Regions from separate parts of the Capsicum annuum genome. Here region 2 is linked to region 1. A link is a contact called in public Hi-C data. All regions are on one chromosome and are shown on one strand. The core of a region is the stretch at or near the end of the contact, and the rest is flanking DNA. Distances in the headings are between cores, read along the strand shown. Region 1 overlaps LOC107870627 (a long non-coding RNA gene). Region 2 has its middle 23 kb from the start of LOC107852827.

Region 1 (6,065 bases), core at 1,529-4,028:
CTCTAGTAGAGTGAAAAAAGCCCACAGATTGACCGTTTAATAGTATTGAGCAGTAATTATTAGAGATCAATCTCCATATCACATAACCGCCCTATTAGAGAAGCGTATTTTCCTTATAATCTTCATCAAGAAGTATCAAGAAACCCTATCATATACTTTAGCCATATCCAGTTTCATCAAAATATTAGAAGGGTTCCCTCTCTTTTCAATATCTTCTATCAGTTCTTGAGCTAATAAAACATTTTCACTAATACTTCTTCCTTTAAAAAAAACCTGATTAATTAGGAGAAATCAATCTAGGTAGAATGTTTTTCATCCTATTATGCATAATTCTTGAGAGGATTTTATTCACAAACTTATATTTCTTCCTTTAACAAAACCTGATTAATTAGGAGATATCAATCTAGGTAGAATGTTTTTCATCCTATCATGCATAATTCTTGAGAGGATTTTATTCACAAACTTACCAAGACTAATTGGTCTCAAATCTAAAAAAAATTGTACATTATCTTTTTTAGAAATGAGCACCAAATTAGTGTGAGTAATAGATTTAGGGAGGGAATTTCCTGCAAAAAAAACTCTACACCAGTCTAAAATATCACTACCAATAATATCCCAATAAGACTGAAATAACCTCCCAAATAAACCATCAGGTCTACAAGCACTATCTTCACTTAAGTTAAATACAACCTTTTTAACCTCTTCACCATCAGGAGGAGCCCCTAATGCCACATTGTCCGTATCAGAAACTAACTCAGGGATATGTTCTATTAAAGAAAATGCAGTAACATCTCTCTGTTGAGAAAACTGTTTGTGATAGAAGTTAGCAACCTCGATAGTAATTTGATCTTCATCTTCCAGTCAACAACCCCAAGCATTTAATATTCTGGAAATCTTAAGCCTATTTTTCTCCCACCTTTAACAATGCTATGAAAGAACTTTGTATTTTTATCCTACTTTCAAACCAGTCATAACCAATCTTCTATTGCCAATAGCTCTCCTCTAGATCTAAATACCTGGTGTATTCAGCCATTTGCTTATTGCATTACAACCCTGTTATCTTTTATACGGTTATCTTCAAAGAACTTTTCCTATATTCTGGAAATTTCCTCTCTAATGAGAAGTTGCTAAAAAATATCTCCATAGACTTGCCTACTCCACATAGTAAGAGCTTGCTTCATCTATTTGATCTTTCTTTTAAAGTCCAAAAAAGGATTTTCTGAGAAACTAGTATCCCAATTTCTTCTAATAACCTCTTTTAATTATACATGATTTATCCAAAACTTTAAAAATTTAAAAGGTCTTTGGACTTTGATAGATCGATTTTCGCATTTAAGAAACAAAGGATCAATGATCCAATCCATCTCTTGGTAAGTGTTCAATCTCAACATGTGAAAATATGTTTTGGAATTCAGTATTAATCAACACTCTATTAAGCCTCTCTAATATACAATCAACTCCTCCTCTTCCATTCACCAAGTAAAGGGGCTACCATTGCACTGCACCTGTAAAATATCATAAGACTATATACAATTTTAAAAATCTTCTACATCACCACTAGTAATTAGAATTTCACCCATATTCTTATCTCTATTAAGAACAACATTGAAATCAAACCCTATTAGTCAAGGATCAGGCTGGCCATAGGAGATAGAATAAATATCATCCCAAATCTCCAACCTTTGATTTTTATCATATTTTCTATAGATAATTGTCACCATGAAGCATACACCACTAGATATTTCACACAATTGTCATGAAATTTGTTGTTCTGTATCAGTAATTATATTGACTATAAAACCATGATTGACAAAGAACCAAATTTTTCCTAAATAATTGTGAAGCACTAGAGACATCTGAATTCTGTTCTTATATTTGTTGATTGTTCTTCTATGTTGAAAAGGCTCCAATAAGGCTATAAAAGAAAACTTTTGAAACTTGTGTAACATTTGAATCCTCTGAAAGGCCTTTTGTGACTTTCACAGATCTGATATTCCAAATTATAGCCTTCATTAAAGCTTTGTCTTTTGAGACACTCGACTTCTCTTTGGTTGGACCCTGATAGGTAGTGAAACCTCACCATTGCCCCATTTCTTCCTCTTATTTCTTGATTTAATAACTTTCATAGCCCTTGGAGATAAATCCTTTTGACTAAGGAAGTCATCTTCCTTACATTCCTTATCAGAGTTATTCTCTAGCAGCTCAACTTCATTCACCTCTGTAATATTATGAGTGATAATATTATGAAGAACAACATTTGAAGATTCAACACTCCAAGCTAATGATTCATCAACATCTAAAGGGAAATCAGTTATAGCCATCTTATTATCTCTGGTTGGGACCACATTATTTTCATTACTGCATATCTGTCCCTTGATAACTCACTGACATTGTTGATTTTTTGTTGATGTAGTGAGGAATCTGCACTTGATCTCACCATCTTTTTATTGCATACACTTCTATGATGCCATGGTTTTGTTTTCTGCTTTAGTTCTGTATGTCTTGCTTCCTCCGATCCTTCATCAGAGTACTCATTTCATTACGTGTATGACTTGATTCCATTGTATTCTTTTGAATTATTAGAATGTTGAACTCTGTCAATTGACCCTATTTCACTTTGCTTTGTGAATTCAGTCTGTTGTGAAAGTGCATTTTCTGGCCCTTTTTCTTTGCTAGTATAATTTTCCACCTCTTCCCTAGCTTTACTTTTGGATGGATCTGCTGTATTGAAGGTGCCAGACTCCTTAACCCCATATTCTCTATCTTCACTTTTTGATGAATTTGCTAAGTTGAAAGTGCCAGACTCCTTAATTCCCTCTTACTGCTGGTGCGTCTTCTCAATGCTTATTCTCTTATTGTTTGCAGGGGCTTTATCAACTGAGGCTGCTGTCACTACTACTATTTGTGGAAAAGATTTGGAAACCCAATCTTTTGTGGATTACTACTCTACCTTGTCACTTTGTATTTCTTGCACTTTATTTGTTGATATAATAGTTGTATCTTCTATATTTTCTCTGTGTATCCCCCTTTTCTCTAACAAAATATTGAAAGGGCTATTGTCACATATCTCTTTATCTGGACTTGAAGCTCTTTCACTGAGATATTCCATATTAATAAACCTTCTTCTTGTAGGATTCCACTTTTAATACTGCTTGGTCTACCTTCTTTCATTAGCTTTCGAATCGGAGACTTTGATTTATTCTTTTTAAGAGTGATATCTTTGTCTCTTTTCTTCTTGAGATGGATTCAATTGTGGATGTAACACTTTACACTCCATTTCATCAAGACCTTTAAGCTTGCATTCGTTGCAGTACTTAGGAAGGAAATCACACTTGATCTTGACCTTTTCTATTCTTGATTCCTTAGTGTTGGAGTTGACAATCTCCATCTCCAGACACTTAGGAAAATCTAAAAGTAGGTCCACTTGTACCTTGACCCTAGCATAGCTAGGTCTAGTTTTATTCACTAGAGCCATATCCAGATGAATAGGCTTACCAACAGCCGAAGCAAATGAAAAAAGGGACTCCTTTACAAAAAAGGTTGGCTTAGGCCTGAAAATGAAATCCATACCATAGCTTGTGTAGTTTCTTCATCCACCTTAAATTTAGCATAATAGATCAGTGGTCTCATCTAATAGGAATACCCCTCTTTATCATTGACATAGTACAGAGTCTTTTCCATCACATTCACAAAATCTTCAATAAATTCAAATCTCATAAGGATATGACGACTCCTCAAATAGCCTATCTTACAGACTCCTTTCACCGTAGTTGTTTAGACAATTGCATTCTTAGATCATCTAATTCAGGCCAATCGTAAGAGAATTTATCAATGATAGCATATGGAAGTTCCTCTATAATATTCGTCCGCTCAACTCTTTTTCCATCCTTACAACTTTAGGAACACCATTAACAAAGTTATACTGTCTAATTGGACCGGGGTTGAATCTTTGGTTTACTAGGACTCTTAGGAGAGTTCATTGTAACAAGATTTAAACAAATTTGCATAATTATGTCGCTATTGATCTGGCTTCGTTGCAACAGTCGATGAAACCATAGCCATTTTGCTAGGGTTTTGGGGTAATGAAGCGAATTCTTCTTGAGAAATAGTTAAACATGACTGGCCAACCATAAAATCTGGCTGGCAGTAGCCGACAAGGCCATCCCGACAAATAAAATTCAAACAAAAGTCGGCGGCAACAAGGTTTAAGAGGCGACAACTTTCGAGTATTAAAAGTGTTATGAAATAATAAAGAAAAAAGAAGAATAAAAAGGAAGAAAGAGAGTGATTCTTATTTTTATTAAGGAATTGGATTGAGGAATAAATTACAATGAAGAGTACCTATCTATTTATAGAGGAGAATTGACTTAATACTTTCCTCCAAGGATTAGACATTCACTTTAAATTTTAGACTTCCACTACTTTGAGAGTAGATTGCAAGATTTACTATTTTATAGTCTTAATAAATATTATTCCTTATAATGTATCTAAATATAGCTACTGATACTACTATACATAGTAACTTTAGTAAATAATGGTGAAAAGAATAAATTAAAAGGCAACAAAAACTCGAAATATTATTACCTGTATAGATCATCTCTATCTATTGCCACAGACCATATGAAGGATTGAAAATATATCCGTCACCATATACTTAATCATTCTCCCTTACAAAGAAATTTTACTTTCTTTTCACGTTAAGAAATTTTACGTTCTTTTCACGTTAGGCTCTTAGGAATTGTTAATATAAATATTGACTAAATTTTTTCAGATTTATTTTCATGACTAAATTTCAGATTTACTACTTCAAGAGTAAATTTCAGAATATTAATTCTCAATTTCTACTTATTTTGGAGGTATTACTCCTACATCATCCATCCCAAGGAATGAATTTGTACTTATAACAACAAGAATTCTCATTCCCTGCGAATGAAATATAATGCGTACTTTAAGCCTATCAAATTATGATATTTTAGAATATCTTTCAAGATATTGCTATTTTAGGAGCAAATCGAGACATACATAAGATTGTAGAAATTTTTTCTCTAACATATCTTTCAAAATATACCATACTTCAAAGCAATTATCGTTTGAGGGGTTATGATTTTTACTATCCCTTTTCCACGTTCATGTGCATTCATTCAACCATTTATCTTCTTATAGACATATTATGGTTGCTACCACTCACTTCAAGGAATGGAGCAAATTCAAATGGAACATATGACTTCATAATTTTTTATCAAAAGATATTATTTTTTTCTTAGCCATCATTATATCATCAATATGATGTATTGTGATTCAAACTCAACTCTTATCCATAAAATGGTGTTTTAATCCATAAATCGATGGAACTTAAACCCAACATCTTATCATTTTGGTGTATCAAGACTCTAATCGGATGTCTTATCCTTTTGAGATATGATAACCAAATATATATTCAAAGATCAAATATCTAATAACGTAAATATATAGCTACTAGCAAATTAGACCAAATAGCTTCTAATGATTGACAATTTTGTTTACTAGCACAAGAAAAGAGCTCACCTTTCAACATTTACATCTTCAAAGTGATATTTTATAAATTTAATTAATGGCTTCTTAAAATTAAAGGTGATAAACAATATAAGTCAAATAACACATTTGCGGACGTAAACAAAACTTTATGAAGAGAAAAGTATGGCTGTTACCAGCCCAATCTTGAAATATCACATGAAAAATAGATCCAAATATGAATAAATAACATGTGGGATGTATACCTGGATGTTTTACGAATCTACTCTGCACCTTTTTTTATCTGGACACTTAACATTCTAAAAAAATAATAATTATTTGATGTTACCTTTTATGATCAGTCACATTCTACATTAACTAGGGGGTATGGGCCCGTGTTAGCATGGATCCAGTATGGGCCCGTGTTAGCATGGATCCAACATGGTGCACGTACAAAAAAATTGCTGCAATGCACCAACGTGTAAAATAAACTATTTATTTCATGGTATCAAGGAGTCAAGTTTTACAAGGAGTTATGTACATCTTATTGAATAGTAATGTAATTATATTATTGT
Region 2 (6,774 bases), core at 3,010-5,509, 660 kb after region 1:
TAATGGGCAAGGTAAACACCTATGTTTACCTTGTCTGTTGTGGTTTTTTTTCATTTTGATATGCCCTTTTGAAATTTTGAATGAAAAAAATTACTCAAAAAAAATATTGCAATGGTATTGTCAAAGAAAATTATTTTATTAATAACTCAAAGACATATAATTATAGTTAAATTTCTAACTAGTAAATATAAAATAAGCAACTAACTTAAATTCAAATTTAAATTCAAATAACAAAGAGATAACTAATTCATAAGTTTAAGCCACATAGAACTCTAATAATTTAAAACTGCTAATGACATATTTTCAACAGTCTACCTATTGGGCCCAAAATGTCCTTCTCATCTATCTATTGGGGCTATTTTGTACTTTTATTTAGCAGATCAGTTTGACCTCAATTCATTAACGATGTGGTTTTTTTATTGGCTAATTAATAATTAAGTAAAATAATTAATTTCCCTCTAAAATCCCAATTCACCCAAACCTAATAATCTGAATTTTAGGAACTTTTTGCATCAAATTACTGTTATTATTTATGGACACTGCTTTTTTACTGGCACTTCTTGGTTTCTTCTTATCTGATGTTTTCTTCACTACTTACTATATTACATTTATCTCATCAATTCACTCATCCAATTTCTGATAAGGTTTTCATTTATATTTCTCAATTATGATTTTTTCTCTTCGATAAGTTCACCTGAAAAATTCACTCTTAGAAACAAGAAATTAACGATAGATAAAATTTCATAGCTAAACCATAAAAATCTCACGGTGTTCCTATTTAGTTACGGATTAACAACAGATTATAAGAATATTCAGTTGGTTAGAAGTGTTTTAGTGATAGGTGTGTAGAGAATAGCAGAAGAAAGGTGTAACTGGGAAGACCTTCTGCTAGCCCAAGATCGTTAACTAAGATCGGAAGATTCAACTAAGAAGAGGAAGTTAGGTGTAAGAAGATATTGAAAGAGTGAACTTGGATTTGGAAGAAAACTACTTGAATTAATTTGATTTTTTGTTGGTTGCATATGTACAAGACCTATCCCTATTTATTCTAGTCTATAGATGGTTCTAGAAATTCTTCTAGATACATCTACCAGAATAATCTAGTGAACTTTATCTTCTGCCACTAATCTAGAATATCTAGATAATTCTACAAGATACTTTTTCATGAAACTACACTAGGACATTCTACAAAAACCTATGATATTCTATCACTAGACTATTCTAGAAACATAACTAGAAAAATATGATTTTTATTCTGCCAAAAAATTTACTTTAGATATTTTTCACATTCGCCCTTAAAGTAATTTTCTTGGAAGCTACCTTAAGATTGTTGTAGAAGAACTCAAACGAAGCTTTGAACCGCGCCTTAGTGAAAATCTTGATAGTTTTTGCATGACTCCTCTTGCTTCTTCAAATAATGAAGATTTTCCGTTAATGATTGGCCCTGGGAAGAGACAAGAATATGTATTGACAAAATATTCATATCTATAGCGAGATAACTTAACAATAGTCCTCTTTGCCCTTTGAAACCTTGTCAAGTTTTATCATGTTGAGTTCTTGAACTTCCTTTTTCTCTAAACTCCTCCGTAACTTTATTATCTCGAGACACACATGTGATGAAAAAGTTTGGAGCTCTAGAATTCAAGATTTTAGAACTTACTCTTTCTGAAGAAACTCCACAACACAAGGATATTTAATCTGTATCAGTCTCCTCATTTAATTTGATGACTATCTGATCATCAATTTTCTATGATGCCTCAATATCATAACAGGATCCACCACTAAATTCAGTTTCTAGATCTTCAGTCATATTGTATGTCTCTACATCTGAAATTGAGGCTTTACTTTCAACTTCATCGTTCATTAGATCCTTAGCGTCTCCATCTACTTTCAATATTTGCTCTGAGCCAGTGATTGACCTTGATGTGATGGATGGCTAATCAGAGACTAAAACTTCCACTACATCTCCCTCAATGCTTTCTCCGATAAATTCATTACTAGTATATTGATTTTTAGACACTGTATGCTTAGGATCTATTTCAATATCTTTCACGTTCAGAATTTTGGGATCTGCTTCTTTGATTTCATCGATAGCAGCTACCACATGTCTGGTTTGAACGTCTTTAGCTTCCTCTTGCTTCTTATCAGTGTCTTCCTTCTCCACATAATGAATTTTATTATATTCGATCCAATCTCTTTCCAAATTTATGAAGGCCAATCCATCTATTGCTCGACTGTCAGCTGCTAAGCATCTTCCCCGGTCTTCTTCTTTTTCAATAACTTTTTCAATTTGAGCTATGTTACTCTCCATGGCTCGGCAATATCTTCTTATGTGTCCTATTTTTTTCACACCGATAGCATTTGAGAGGCTTCTTACTGTAATTGTTAAAAAACTCTTCTTTATTTCCAGACGAGCTTGAACCACCTGAGAATTAAGAGTGAGGCATATCTCTTGCTTTTCCTTTAAGATTCCTCTTGTCAGTTACAAAAGCGTTTCCTTCTCTTTCTTTGACAAATTCACTAGCCAGTTGTTTGGCTAGTAACTCATGTGGTGAAATAAATTCTCAAATTCCTCCAAGGATGGTTGTTGAGACCATCCTTGAATCGATGTTACAAAGGGAATATATTCTGTCTTCAAACCACGAATGATAAATCTTCTCATTCGTGCTTCAGAGATAGCCTCGTTCTTATCCAATAAAGAAATCTCAGAACATAATCGTTCCTATCCAAAATAGAAATCTCAGAACATAAGTTCTTGATATTTAAAAAATACTCGGTAATAGAAAGATTACCTTGAGTGGTGTTCTCCAATTCATTCTCCAATATTTGTAGTCGAGCTTTATTTTTCTTGTTGAACAACTATCGAGCAGCCTCCATATTTCATGAGCTGATTTACACCTTATGATGTGGTCAAATAAACTAGAGGAGATAGAGCTTTTCAGAATAAACTCTGCCTTCGCATTAATCTGCTTCCACTTCTTGTATACACTACTGTTCTCCGATTTGTCTTCCGAAGGACTTGTGTTACTCCCTTTAACAACATCCTACAAATCCTCACCCACAAGGTATGATTCCATGCAAATCTTTCATACCTTGTAATTGGACTGATTCAACAACTCCATTCCAAGTCCATTAACGCGACCGCTTATATCCATTCAGACAAAACTGTTGAATCGACCACAAACTCGATCTTGAAATAAACACAAGTCAATCTACGACTTTGACTCTGATACCATGTTAGAACGGATCTTGGGCCTAACTTAACCTCAAAGTCGTAGATTGACTTGTGTTTATTTCAAGAACGGATCTTGGGCCTAACTTAACCTCAAAAGCTAGCTCATGGGGGGGGGGATTGTCCAAATTCATATAAGCAAACCACCAGTCCATTCCCCAATCAATGTGGAACTTTTACCCACTCTACCCGGGAGCCTAAACGGGGATGGACCTAACTCTGATACCATGTAGAGAATAGCTGAAGAAAGGTGTAACTGGAAAGACCTTCTGCTAGTCCAAGATCGTTAACTATGATCGAAAGATTCAACTAAGAAGAGGAAGTTAGGTGTAAGAAGATATTGAAAGAGAGAACTTGGATTTGGAAGAAGACTACTTAAATTGATTTGTTTTTTGGTTGGTTGCATATGTACAAGACCTACCCCTATTTATTCTAATCTATGGATGGTTCTAGAAATTCTTCTAGATACATCTACAAGAATAATCTAGTGAACTTTATCTTCTACCACTAATCTAGAATATTTAGATAATTCTACTAGATACTTGTTCGTGACACTACACTAGGACATTCTACAAGAACCTATGATATTCCATCACTAGACTATTCCAGAAACGTAACTAGAAAACTATGATTTTCATTCTTCCAAAGATTCACTTTAGATATTTTTCACAGGGTGGGTTGGGATTTTAGGGAGAAATTAGTTATTTTAATTATTGGCCAACTAATTATTAATTAAAATAGCCTCAATAGGTAGACGCGGAGGGCATTTTAGGCCCAATAGGTAGACGGAGAGCATTTATGCACCATTTCACATAGTTGAAGGGCATTTTTAGGCCTTTTTCTGTAAAATATAAAAAGAATTCTTGTGCATATGTACAGCACAAGACGCTATGGGTGCGAAAAGCAAGGGCTATTGATAGGCCTGGGCATCAAGTCGAGTCAAACTTGATCAAGCCTTTACAATATCAAGCCGAGCTGAACTAGTTCGATTAAGCCTGTCAAATCTAGCGGCTAGAGCATCGACACTAAAAAGGTCGAAAACTGACGGCTGACCTCTATTTTTTGCATAAAACCAATGCAAAACTGACGGATCGACTAGGTCAGAATTGGCTCGGTCAGTTTAAGGACCACATTTATTGAGTAAACAACTTTTAAGTTATAGTCGCTAAGATGTGATTCTATTACAGACCGGCATGGATGACATACCCAAGTTCATCAAGTACAGACCTGCATAGATGACATAACCAAGTCCATCAAGTACAGATCTGCATGGATGATATACCCAAGCCCATTAACTCCACAAACCAATAAGTCATCTGTAACTTCACCAAGCAGAGACTTGACCTCCTTAAATTTTTCTAAAAGGTATGCACTTTCAAGGCAGAAGCCGTATCAAGAGTCCCTATCTATGATACACTTCAGCTGATATTGAGCCATTGATGCACAATGGGATCAACATCAAGCCTGATATATACTTGCATTTCGGGATGAGCCCAACATAAATTGAGATCATTGATATTCAAAAACAAACAAACATTTAGCACATCTAAGTAAAAATTTTGAGAAGGCAATGAAAACTTATACAAAATGTTTTGCAAGCTTTTGCTGCCAAGTGTCAACAGTATAGCAACAAAAATCACGTCAATGGGATCGTATTCTAGTAGTCAGTACTAATACATATGGAAGATCTATTCCATTTTCTCTTTGAACAAAAAAAACAGTACTACATACTTCCAAAATTAGAAACTAAACTCAGTCAGTTTAGCACCCATAAAATTTAGCAGAAACCAGAATCCACTAGGATTTTTAAAGCATGGAAACTCAATAAAGAAGAAATTTTTTCAACTTATCCCCATGTTTAATGGGGCTTCCTGCCACAACCACCACCCTTATTCTTCTTGCCCTTGTTCTTTTTATTACCACCCTTACTCTTCTTCTTCCCTTCACCAAAAGAAAAAGACTGCTTCGTATCAAATGATGCTTTATGTGCAGAAGGTTTTAATAACTCTTTAACATCAAGCACCCCATTTCTGAAGTGACCTTCAGTTGATTTCAGCACCCTGTCCTCAGATCTGCGCCTTCCTGATGCTTTTCTTGAACTACTTCCCCCGAATCGTCCAAGTACCAAATTCTACAAGACAAATAAGTTAGCAATTTATTTTAAGGGGAAATTTCAATAAACAACTCCAAAGACAGCTTATTTTTGAACCTCTTCTTGCATTTTCTCCCACTTCCTTCTGTTTCTTCATCATTACTCGTGCTACACTTAATGGTAATCTCTGTTTCTTCTGAGGCTGCCACAATTAATAGGAACATTAGTAACAGATGCAGAAAATATTACAGTATTCATCAAAAAATTGCAGAAAATACTAACACTGCAAATGTATTATTCATAAAGTTCATTCCTCACATTCCCACCAAGTGCAACTACTTTCATGTTCTCCAACTCCTTTTTCCTTCCATGTTATGTGCGCAGAGCCTGAAAATAGGACAGAGAACCTGGTCAGTGCTAATCTATCCAAGAAAATGATCAAGCACTAAATCTGTTTTCATAAGACAGCATCAGAACTAACATCAACATTGCGTATATATTAACACCACGCTATACATGAAGAGGGTCCGGTATGTAAAGAAGTGAAAGCCGTGGGAGCTCGATTATCATCCTTCTTAGACTATCAAATAAATTACAAAGTACCCATATTTTACATAAGCTCATCCCATCAGCACTGTGTTAAAATCCTGCTAGCACTATATAAAAATCAAACAGATAATTGGAAAAAAAAATCAAATAGTCGAGTTTCGAGTTGGTCATGCTAAGAAGCTCTTTGCTAGGAAAAACTTCTATGTTCTACAAGACTTGTCCAGTACAGTTCAACTGGAAATCTAAATGCGATGAACCTGTTGAAGTTATTAGGGTAAGGTGGCTAAGACAGAAACTTGGGCAGGGAAGCTACCAAAATCACAAGAAGAAGAAATGTTTTGGCAGTGGAAAGGAATTTTGATGGATGTGTGTTTGAATGCCTTCGGGATGATATAAACCAAGGAAGACTGACACAAAATGGAAGTTTACCAACTTCAATACTATTGGTTCATTGGAACCTTTTTCCAAATAAGTTGCATGGGCTACCTTTTCTCAAGATTGTGGATATCATTCTTCCCCGATATGTGCACAACGAAAATGCGTACAACTTCAGTTGCTTTGTCTTTGAAGTATAAACTTTATATTTAGTTGCTATGTCTGAGATGCTTATTATGCATTACTTTCATTGTGTGATCAACCTGATGACTAAGCCAATGATGTTCAATGAATGGTTTGGTATTTTAAATACTCGAATAGTTGTCTATGTCTATGATGAGGAAAAGATCATGGCTTGTAACAAAGAGGTGATACACAGCCAGTGAATCTGTTTTATTAATAGTCACAAATCTAGAACCACATCGTTGCTTTCTACAGTAACAATGATTATTTATATTGCACTGTCCAATTCTATCACCGTGTTATGGAGTTGAAGCCTATGGAAGAAAAGGAACAACTAACTAGG

The links. A called contact is a pair of places that touch in the nucleus more often than the background predicts.
Region 2: a contact with region 1 is called in a Hi-C map of leaf, with 2.2 times the contacts expected there. The contact joins two enhancer-like sites. A contact is called at or near these places in 2 of 5 Hi-C or Micro-C datasets (leaf and placenta).

The regions. Positions count from the first base shown.
Region 1 is chr5:124,345,698-124,351,762 of UCD10Xv1.1, forward strand. It overlaps LOC107870627 (a long non-coding RNA gene), which reads left to right. Exons shown (of 2, transcript XR_001674216.2): 2 at 2,866-3,146. Among protein-coding and RNA genes, the nearest start is that of LOC107870627, 5.3 kb to the left of the region's middle. Within about 2 kb of position 2,779, at least 4 of the 5 cell types and tissues checked have an H3K27ac peak or open chromatin away from gene starts, as enhancers often do. A contact at or near this core is called in leaf, where this site is marked.
Region 2 is chr5:125,000,397-125,007,170 of UCD10Xv1.1, forward strand. No RefSeq gene overlaps it. Among protein-coding and RNA genes, the nearest start is that of LOC107852827, 23 kb to the left of the region's middle. Within about 2 kb of position 4,260, at least 2 of the 5 cell types and tissues checked have an H3K27ac peak or open chromatin away from gene starts, as enhancers often do. A contact at or near this core is called in leaf, where this site is marked.